Linked DNA regions of Zea mays: region 2 is linked to region 1. A link is a contact called in public Hi-C data. All regions are on one chromosome and are shown on one strand. Each heading gives the region's core, a stretch centred on a gene start, on an enhancer-like site or on the middle of the called end of the contact. The rest is flanking DNA. Distances are from core to core; before and after follow the strand shown.

What was found. Hi-C and Micro-C count contacts between places; a contact is called where the count stands out from the background.
Region 2: a Hi-C map of bundle sheath shows a contact between it and region 1, with 4 times the contacts expected there. The contact joins two enhancer-like sites. A contact is called at or near these places in 3 of 25 Hi-C or Micro-C datasets (bundle sheath, leaf and leaf mesophyll).

The regions. Positions count from the first base shown.
Region 1 is chr7:118,414,475-118,420,143 of Zm-B73-REFERENCE-NAM-5.0, reverse strand. No RefSeq gene overlaps it. Among protein-coding and RNA genes, the nearest start is that of LOC100500963, 56 kb to the right of the region's middle. Within about 2 kb of position 2,068, at least 17 of the 20 cell types and tissues checked have an H3K27ac peak or open chromatin away from gene starts, as enhancers often do. A contact at or near this core is called in bundle sheath, leaf and leaf mesophyll, where this site is marked.
Region 2 is chr7:118,753,760-118,759,428 of Zm-B73-REFERENCE-NAM-5.0, reverse strand. No RefSeq gene overlaps it. Among protein-coding and RNA genes, the nearest start is that of LOC103632745, 61 kb to the left of the region's middle. Within about 2 kb of position 3,343, at least 17 of the 20 cell types and tissues checked have an H3K27ac peak or open chromatin away from gene starts, as enhancers often do. A contact at or near this core is called in bundle sheath, leaf and leaf mesophyll, where this site is marked.

The DNA of each region.
Region 1 (5,669 bases), core at 819-3,318:
CAACCATTGGGTTAATAAGTAAGCCATAATCACCTTGAACTCATAAGAGCATAACCAAACTAAGTAAAGGAGATAAGTAACCAAATTAAATCAAAAGGGAAAAGCATCACTCAACACTTATGTCAAGGAGTGTACTTTCAGAATTGCATCCTCATAAGCATTCTCTTGTACTACGTCAATAAATTCATACATTGTATTCGTTAAACTGTAATCTTGCCAACGGGGAGTACGTCCTGATTCCCGAGCAATAAGGAGGAGCCTAGGGAGATGGTCAAGACACAGTCCAGGAACCCGTTGCTAAGGATCTTCCCCAAAACTCCACGCTAAAAGGCAAGGCCCAGTTTTATGCATGACCTGTTATATGTTATTTTACGGCAACTCTATTTACAGGCTTGTATTGTGTACTTAAGTGTAGGAGTTGCTTGAAGCACTAGATGCATGAACTTAGTTTCCTTTTTGAGATGAATACTAGAATACTAAGTCGAGTAGCTGCTATGCTAATTAAGGATCTCGTGTAAAGCCCAAAATCTGTATAATAGAAAAATGATAGGATAAATAAATAAATATACTTATATGCTAGAGTTTTGGGAACATCTTAATCTCCTTATCTTTGTGCATATTCAATTCATGGTATTAATTTAGTAAAATGACAAATAAATAAATACAAAAATGTGCATTCCATGTTGGGTTCTTGTAATTTTTTCATTTGTATTCTAAGTCATGAGACAAGTTTTAAAAAATAGAATTCAAAAATAAAAAATGAAAGAGAGAAAAAAGAAGAAAAGGAAAAATACATTATAAAGAAAAATATAAATCAATAATCATAATTCTTTATGCCAGTACTTTTAATTGTGCACTGAGTTTGTGAATAATGCTCACAAACAAATTTAAAATCAAATTCAAATAGAAAATAAAAAAGGGAAACCTCACTTCAACTCACGGGCCACATTTCCCCTCCCTCCACCGTGGGCCAATTTTCCCTGGTCGGCCCATTTCTATCTCCACTCACTCATCCGGACTCACTTACGTGCGGGGCCCACACGTCAGGCCTCTCTCGCTGCTGCAAGCCCATCTGTGCGCGTGGCCCGTGCCTATGGCTGTCCAGTGGGACCCATGGGGCAGACAAACACTATGTATGTGTGCACTTGTTGCTACCAGCTGCCATATGGGCTCGGGATGGCGGGAGCGTCTTCCAACTTGGGTTGTTGCAAAGAAATCCCGAAGTCGTCAGGTTGTTTGGATCCGCGCCGAGTTCGTCGCGGGCTCTAACAAACCGTAATAAACTGTCATCCGAAGCCTTGCGTTGCCCTCGCCGAGAATATATAGGAGGCCCCACGGTCGCTCGTCATGTGCTTGCATCAATTCAACCGAGACATAGTGCGGGGAGGAAGAGGGTCCGCCACTCCACCACCTCTGAATCCCGTGACCACCATCATGAACGGCTACAGGGTACCCCAGAGAGAAAGAGAGAAGGATACACAGTGGTACACAGATCCGGTGAATGCTCGCGCCAAGTGGAAGCCGTCGGCGAAGTTCTAGTCGGGTGTGCGCGCACGCCGTGATGGGTGGTGGGGAGAACCTCGGTTAGCACTGTCGGGCGGACCCAAATCCTCCCAGAATCTTCGTCGTGGCTCATGCAGGGTGCTCCTGGCCTCGTCGCGCAGGATTTGCGACTGGAGAATGGTAAGTTCGTCGTTGGAGTTCAAGAACGCATCAGGACCGCATGGTGCCGTGGACAGGCATCTTCGCGGCATTATCTCCGGTGAGCTTGGGCTTCTCGAGTTCATTGCTTTCACCTCTATCTATCGTGCCTAGTGTCGATGGCGTGGTGTGTTGGGCGTTAGGTGGCGCCGCGCGCCGGCGGTGCGCCGCCGTAGAGCTTCTGCTCTACCATGCCTAGGCAGGGGGAATTGGGGTGGGGGGGGGGGGGGTGAGGGAGTGTGCGTCGTTAGATGCTGAGCATGCGGCTGGGATTAAAACCCGTCATCCCCGTTCGCTTGTTTCACCCGTGTCGATAGATCAGGATCCAACAGCCGAGATAGCATACCCCCTTCACGATTTGATCCGCACCGTCGATCTTAGATCGTGTGGCCCCTATTCCATACCAGTTCAGATGAAGGCTGTTTTAATTTGGACCACCCATTGGGAATCAGATGGTGCAGATCCGGTAATCCCCCTTCAGCCATGTCTTTTTACACAAGAGACCCTCTGTTTTTAGCGAAATAACCGTCCACTCTGGTATTATTATCATTACGTGTGAGCCCTAAAATTTGCATTATGGACCCTGTATTCCCTAGTTTTTAGACCCGCAGTCTAGGAAAGTAATATTTCTCTAAAAAAATCTGGAAAATGGTTTAAATGAGAGAATAATATAGAGAAACTTAATAAATCCATAACTAATTCATTTTAACTCCGTTTTGATCCATTCCAGTTGCGTTAAATTCATATTAATATTGTTTATCATCTGGTAACATTGTTTTGTCATAAACATAGATTAAAAGTTATGCACTTAAGTATATTAAACACCTAAATCTTCAGAAAACCATAGCTTTTCAACCATAACTCCGAATTTAGTGGTTCTCGAACCTACGATCTCGTTACGATGCGTAGAACATTATTAGGTAGTTTGTGTTATATTTGGTGTGATGTTAATTTTGCCTATATCATGTTTGTTTGTATTGCTACGAATAACAGCGAGGTTACGAGTCACTTGAAGACCAAGTTGGTACTTGGGAATCTCGAGTCTCAGGCAAGTTGTGCCCTTGATCACTTTTCTCTACCTAATAATGTTTCTGTTAATCATTGTGACATGCTTAGGTTAATATGATGGGACCTAATAGGTATCCCTAATATTGTTTATCCCACTCTTTGCAAACAAAAGAACTATTGGGTAGATTTGCTATTGCTCTACCTGGTTTTGGAAAATTAATGTTATATTATGATCATGTTTCAATTTTGTTATTGTTTTAATTATTGTTCATGATAAGATCATTATGTTAATTGGAACATGGAGCGACCACCCGGGAAAACAGTGCTACCACAAGGGTGGTATGGGACGTCTTTGGCTGACTAATTAGGAAAGTTAGTGGAATACCTTACCTGAAAGGGGCAAGGGTGGTAGAGGAGCTGCGTATAGGGAGGTTCTCGGGTCGATCATGCTGTGATGGCTTTTCGGACGAGGGATTCCTATATTGCCCTTCTTAGAAACCGTAGCGGGTTTGCGAAAGCTAGTGGAACTTTGTAAAGGCCTCGTAGTGGTACCTGCCTCGTCTCCTGATGTAATTATTTAATTATTTTGTACAGAACTCCATTATATATTAATGTTGTGACATTTGTTTCTGTACCATGTGTCATCATATATGTGAGATTTGATCCTAGCACACTTGATGATTATCTCACGCCCGGGTTTTGGACCCCCTAGAACCCGGGTGTGACAAACTACCACCTCCACCACCAGCAGCTCCACCCAGGGATAAGCACCCGTAGTTTATGAGTCATAAGCCGCCTACATTCTCTAACTCCTCGGACCCACTACAAGCTGACAGCTAGTTAAAGTCCGTGGAAAAGGTGCTCAGCATAGCCTAGTGCCCTGACAGGGAGAAAGTACTCTATGCATCGGGTCGCCTCACTGGCCCCGCTGCAGATTGGCGGGATGCATACTGCGCAGCACATGCTGCTGCTAATACCATTACCTGGGCAGAATTCTCCACTCCTTTGAGGAATTACCATATTCCTGCTGGTCTTATAAAGATCAAGAAGGAGTTTCTATCCCTTAAACAGGGAGGCATGTCAGGAAGCGAATATAGAGACAAATTCATCCAGCTATCCTGATATGCTCCCAGAGAAGTTGATGATGATGAGAAGAAGTAGGAGTTATTTCTAGAAGGATTGATCGGGCCACTCCAATACCAACTAATGTTTGACACATTCCCGTCCTTCCAGACACTGCTAGATAAGGTTATAGCTCTGGAACACAGACGAGTTGAGCTAGGAGAGAAAAGAAGGGCTACTAACCAAGGACAGGCTAGGGGTGGTACTCGTCCCTATTATACTACACCTCAAAGTACACCAGCCCGTGGCAGTTCCGGGCAACAGACTCAACAAACCCAAGCTACTCCTCAAGCAAACACTTCAGCGGGGCCTGTTGCTCCTAATGCATCCACAAACAGGTCATGCTTCAAGTGTGGGCAGGCTAGACATTTTGCCAACTACTGTCCCAATAGGGCCGCTTATACAACTCTAGCTCCAATGAAGCAAGGTCAGGCCTCAGGAGGCAAGAGTCAGGCCTTACCATCAATCGGGGTCAGGTCAACCATGTGGAAGCAGAAACTGATCCCGAAGAACCCAAAAACCCGGAAGAGGTGTTGGTTGATGGTGAAGAAGCCAGTGAAGAGGGGAATGAGCAACAAGATTAGTGTATATATATATATTTAGAGTAGTATTTGTAAGACCTAAATAATATCGTAGGTAGTAGCTAATACTTTATTATTTTAGGAATAGTAATAAGGTCTATTTGACCCTATGTTTTAATAATACGTTATGCATCATGCTGAGGTTCTTGATTGTGCATATGTTTTGAGACAAGCTAGGGATACATCCTTTTCTTACTAATCTCGAGGACGATATTATTTTTAAGGGGGTAGAATTTGTAACACCTAAAATCCTAAGCATGTGATATAAGGAAATCAGTTAGAAAAAATAATCAAAATAAAGTACCCTTGATAAATAATAAACTTTAGAATTCACCCCTTTCTAAAGTAAATGGTCATAATGTTAACTAAATCATATCTTGAAAAAGATTTAGACATTTGAAAGTGTCTTCTATCAAAACAAAGGAATCATAAGTTAAATTCAAATGAGAATAGAAAACAGAAAATGAGTAAAAAGAAAGGAATTTTAATAGTCAATTACCCTCTCCATAATTAAATAATAGGAAGAAAGATAAATAATATAAATGCAAACAGTGGGAGTTATATTCACATTAGGATGGTATTTAATATTTGAAAATCTAAAATTTAAAACAGGAATTTAAAATTTAGTTTGAATCTTTAAATTTGGAATTTGAAAAGAAAATAGAAAAGAAGAAAATAAAAGGAGAAACTCGTCTCTGTGCTTGGGCCAATTCTTCCTCTCCTCGGCCCACCTCTCCTTTCTCCACACACGTGCGACCCGTTAACCTTGCGCGCGGCCCAACACCCGTGCAGCACACACCGATCGCACCCACTCGGCATCTGACAGGTGCGGCCCACGGGCAGTCTCCGCGTTGTTGCGCGCGCGTGCACTCCGCGGCTGGCAGGTGGGGTAGCCCCGTCAGCACCACCTTCCTCACCCACCATGCTAACATAACAAACAATGCCGCCGCGTGATTCTCGGGCTCGGTAGCCTGCATCGTGGTCTGCGGACTTCGTGCGGACTATAAAGCAGTGTCGTGGGCACCTCGCCTCACCAGTCGTCTTCCGAAAGCCGCCGAGATCTCGTCGTCGTGGGGAAAATTTGGTCGTCATCGTGGTCGTGTGCCTGCGCCGTCGATTGGGAGTCATCGGCGAGTCCGGGAGCTCCACTGCACCTTCGGGATTGCGTTCGAGGTCTGCGCGGGTGTGGTGCCACGCTGGTGTTCGACGAATTGCTCATCGGAGTAAGGCCTTCCCCTTGGATTCGCACCTCCCCAG
Region 2 (5,669 bases), core at 2,094-4,593, 340 kb before region 1:
GGGTGTTTTTTTCTTTTTCTTTTTCTCCCGCTCTAACTCTATTGGTTTTGCTTGCAGTCAAAACAATGAAAGATGGAGAGGATGCCAGCGCGTGCGATTCGGCTGATGGCGCCTGCAACCACAGTGGTAAGCACGTTACTTCGATCTCATGCTTCGGGGTTTGGTGAATTGCTGGCGATCAATTTGTGCGCTCGATCGATGCGCGACTGGTGGCGCTGTCTAGAGTGTGGGCGGTGCGCACGGGCATGACCTGGCGTGGGCGAACGCGCTGCACCATCCGCCGGGTAGCAGCGTGCCCGGTGACAGCGCGGGTGGTCGAACGCCGAGGTGGGCGGAGAATGCATACAGGGTGTTCGCGTTACAGATCTGTAACGGTGACAGCGCGGGTGGGCGGGGTGTTTTTTTTTCTTTTTTTATCCCTCTCTAACTCTATTGGTTTTGCTTGCAGTCAGACGAATGAAGGATGGAGGGGATGCCAGCGCTTGCGATTCGACTGATGGCGCCTGCAGCCACGGTGGTAAGCACGTTACTTTGATCTCATGCTTCGGAGATTTGGTGAATTGCTGGCGATCATTTTGTGCGCTCGATCGATGTGCGCGACTGGTGGCGCTGTTCGGACGGTGCGCAGCGGCATGTCTTCGTTTGTTTCTCTCTAACTTTATTGCTTTGGTTGCCTGTCATCTGCAGGTGGAGGTGATGAGAGTGAATGTGATACGTCTCTTCTATTATCCCACCTGAACACGAGATAATTGCATATTTGGGACTCCAAACATTGCGTTTCGCACAAATGCCATTCGAAAGATTTTCTTCGTAAAAAAGGGACTATAAATATATTCTAATTGATTATACTACCATTTAACATGTATTATACCTTTTTATAATTTGTTTCCATATATTTATCATCTAAGTGTCAAAATTACCCCTACCTCTCCCTGGGTATCTTCGTGAGATCTCTTTCTTCGTTCGTCTCTCTCCTGGAAACGAGACTGGAAACTCTGCGTTGTTCTCGGCTCTTCTCTCGCCAAGCGTGGCGGACGCGCGCAGACGAGCCACCGTGCCGGGCAGGAGAGCCGCCACCGCGCCGGGCAGGAGGGCCACCACCGCGCCGGGCAGAGCTGCCACCGCGCCGGGCACGGCAGGCGCCACCGCGCCGGGCAGGGCCGCCATCGCTCCGGGCACGACGCCGGCGCCGCGCTCCTCGCCCCCGCCGACCACACAACACATGCAGTATCCTTTAACCTCACCCAATAGGCTATTTCCACTGAAATATGATTGCATAGTGGACTACTAAATACCAACAAGCAGTAGCAATACACATTGCAAGGTTACATCAGCCTCCGTCCTCCTGACGACGGTAGTGGTTGGGGCTATCAGGCTGATCCACAAGTCAGGAACTGTCAAGTCTTGTTTGGAGTTTTCAGAAGCGCGTAAATGGACAGATGCAGGCTGCAGCTGGCGTTTTGGCGGTTATTAACCACCTTTTGCAGAATGCTTATCTGGAATTAGGCACTCACTCATAACAATCTTTTTTCCCACTTTTTACTAGCTGAGTAATGGCTTCAGTCTATCAGTCACTGAGCCGGTAGTAATTCAGAACACACCAAAACTAACACTGCGTCGATGATACGATGGATGCTAATTTTTTCGAGTAGACGAGTGGCGAGGAAGGCAACAGGAACGCAGAGTTTCCAGGAGAGAGATCTCACGAAGATACCCAAGGAGAGGTAGGGGTAATTTTGACACTTAGATGATAAATACATGGAAACAAATTATAAAAAGGTATAATACATATTAAATGGTAGTATAATCAATTAGAATATATTTATAGTCCCTTTTTTACGAAGAAAATCTTTTAAATGGCATTTGTGCGAAGCGCAATGTTTGGAATCCCAAATATGCAATTATCTCCCTGAACACCGAATGCACCACAGAAATTCTCGATCAAGTTTGCTGTAGCCTCATACTAAACATTGTGGACAAGCAATGTTTATGTTTGGTTGCCGAGGACTTTGAGTTTATAGAGTCTTCACGATCAGTAGAAGATATGTGGCATTGGTACCGCACATGTGGAGGAGTCATTGTTGTACAGGAGGATGACAAATGTCAGAGTGGCTCCGTTCCGCCGCCACCGTCAGCTGCCACGCCGGATTGGCCGGTTGCGTGGATTGTGGTGGGCACGCTGTCAATTGCGGGATTAGTCGTCCTTCTCTCTTTAATCGTGGAGACGGTACAATATCTTTGTGAAAGGTAACTCCTACCTCCAATCATAAGATGATCTAACTCTTGCTTTAACTCTGGATTTTTGTAAGCGTAGGGACAATTCCTTCAGAAGTGAGTTGGAGCTGACGGAGGCACATGTCAGTACCGGCGCCGAGTCATCCGACCTTGAAGAGCAGGTACCAATGCTGGATCTCAATGTAGAAGATGATCTGACTTATTTCTCGTGTAACGAGGAATAAGGTGATTAAGATGTACAAAGTACAATTTAGTCATTGTCAGCAACACACTACAAGAGAAGGGAAGCAAGCAAGTGCAAGCGCAGGTTCAGCCGGTGACCTTGGAGCACAAAGACGGCAACCAGCGAGAGACGCGAGAGACACGTATGAGGCGCAAGAATGTGAGAGTGTCCGGTCCGGAGTGGGCCGTGTAATGGGCTGCGCAGTGTCGGGTGTATGGGCTGAACCCAGGAAATAAGTAGACGGAAGTCTGTACGAGACAGATAGACTTAAAAAGAAAGGAAAAACACACGCAGCGGCCGCGTTCTCGCCGGCGGCGCTACTCCTCCCACCTCTCTTCCTCTCTGTTTTTCCAAAGGAATCCATTGCTTGTCTCTGCGCCTTACTGATGAATACTCCTCAAATTCCCATGCACGGAACCGGTTACTGCCACCAGAACTATTATTTTTGCTTTCTGATACGAAAACACATTCTCGGATGCATTCGTGGATTGCTCTTAATTAGGTGTGTGCACCGCTAGCGGGCAACCGGTGCAACCTTAGCAGGTGGAATTTGACGCCGACTTCCCAGCGCCACCGCCGTGCCGCGACTCTGCGAGGACTACTCCGATTTCGCCTAGACACTCAGTAAAATCCTTTCCATCGAGTTCGTCACCATTTGGTATACGTAAATCTCCTGTCAGACTAGCACTTCAACCACCTAAATGACCTTTCCCCGCGCTCCGGCGAGCCGCGCCGCCGCGGAGCTTCTATTCTGCCACTGGAATCCGGCCGGGTTGGGGCGGATCGCCCTCAGCCGTTGATCCGCGCGCGTGTGGCCTCGATTGAACCAGAGCGTACCACTTCGGTCGAGTAATTGAGCGCCGTTCGATTTCAATCGGCCGGTAGTAAACCAGTGTAGGCGTTTTAGATCTGGAGCGTTGGATCGGGATCCGACGACTACCATAGTGTACCGGTTGATTTATAAAGCAGAATCTAATCTAGGCCATCGGCTATTGATCCGATGGCTCAAATCACATGATGCCCCTTCAGCCGAACAGTCTTACATAAAAGACCCTGGGTTTTAGAAAACCAACCCGCGGTCCATCCTCGGGGTTCTCTGTGTCTAGGGAAATCTTTCGAGAAAGTCCCTGGCCTTTTAGGTATTTGTGCGCCCAATCTAGAAACCAGAGAAAATAGTGAAATAATTATAGAAATTGATTTTTAATACAAAAATAATTCCAGAAACTTGTATAATTTATATAAAATTTATTTTAGCTCCAAATTGATTCATTCCAGTGGCATTAATTTCATTTCAATGTTCTTCACCACTTAGTACCTCTGTTTAGCCATGAAACTTGAATTAAAATTATTCATTTGAATTAATCTATTCTAAGTACTAAACAACTTCAGAAATTCATAACTAAATAACTATAACTTCAAATTTAGTGATTCTTGTTTCTACAATCTCGTTACGCATCATAGAATATTATCATGTATTATGTTCTATTATTTGGTGTGATGTTAATTTTTGCTATACTATGTATGCTTGTACTGATGCGAGTAGACGAGCAAGCCACAGAGGATCTAGGGATTCAGTAGGTGGAGACTGCTGAGCAGGAGCTTGTTGAAGGCAAGTTGTGCCCTTGATCACTTCCTTTTTACTGAGTCATGTTCTTATTAATCATAATGATCTGCATAGGTTAATTTTGATGGGACCAAGTAGGTTACCCACGTTTGGTTATCTTTATACCTTGTTTTACCACTGAATTTTTGGTTAGTACATGTTATTGCTTTATGTGGTTTTGGGTATGGAGATATACATTACTCATGTTCACACTTTTATTGTCAGTTTATTATTTACTGTTCATGATAATATCATTATGTTAATGGGAACATGGATAACCACCCGGGAAAACAGTGCTACCACAAGGGTGGTATGGGATGCCCTTGGCTGATTAACTAGGAAAGCTAGTGGATGACTACTTTACCCGATAGGGGCAAGGGCAGTAGGGGAGTGGTCAGTGTAGGGAGGTCCTTGAGTTGATTTTGCTGTGATGACGGTCAGGCGAGGGATCCCTGCACTGGAGCTTCCTATAAACTTTAGCGGGTTTTCTGAAGCTAGTGGAACTTTGTAAAGGCCTCGTAGTGGTACCCTGCCTCGCTTCCTTGGTAGAGGTGCATGGGTTCCGATCAACCCCGTGGCAAATGGGTAACACAATTTATGGGTAAAGATGTGCAACCTCTACAGAGTGTAAAACTGGTATACTAGCCGTGCTCACGGTCATGAGTAGCTCGGACACTCACATGATTAATTTATGAAATTAAATTCAATTTGTCATTTGCATCATATTGGGATTATTTTATTATTACTTTTACTTATTATTACTAAGGTTTGATATTTACTTACACTTAGTAATTGCTAATAAAATTTTGATCAACTTATAAAAGCAATGCTCAGCTTCAACCTTTATTTTGTTGATTAGCCTTACACTTCACATGAACTCCCACCTTTGGCGAGTTCATGTACATTATTCCCCACAACTTGTTGAGCGATGAACATATATGAGCTCACCCTTGCTGTCTCACACCCCCCATAGGAGAAGAACATGTGGTCGAAGAGGAGCCTCCCAACAGTGAAGCTTACGACTTGATCTAGGTGGCGTCTCCCAGTCAGCTTTGTGGCGTCAGGAAAATAATAATTAGTTTGTTTTATATTTATCATTTGTTTTGTAAGACTTCCACTATTGTCACACCCGGTTTTAGAAGGCAAACCAAATGCGAACCATGTATATGTCAGGATCAGCAATTCACATACACAACAGTTACATAACTAGACATCATCACACAATGCTCAAATAATAGCATAAAAGGGTAATAGTAGTCAATTACATCATGATGTCCAAGACATCCACATAGTCTTTAACAATAATCAAAGTGCGGAAAAGAAACGTAGATACACACGGCCTACATAGGCAGCCGACTGGGGGTTTACCGCTAACCCACGCCTAGAACTCATCGTACTCTTGAAACTCCTAGAAGTCCTCCTCCACGACTTCATCTTCACTTGAGCAGTGGTTGCAACACGAACAACCTGGGGGGTTTGGTGCGTAAAGCAAGGGTGAGTACACATCAACATACTCAGCAAAATGTCCCGTCTGGCTGTAGTGGACTAGCTTTATGTGGAGTTAAGTCAAGCAGTTGCTTTTAGTTGGTCAGGTTATTATTTACTAGT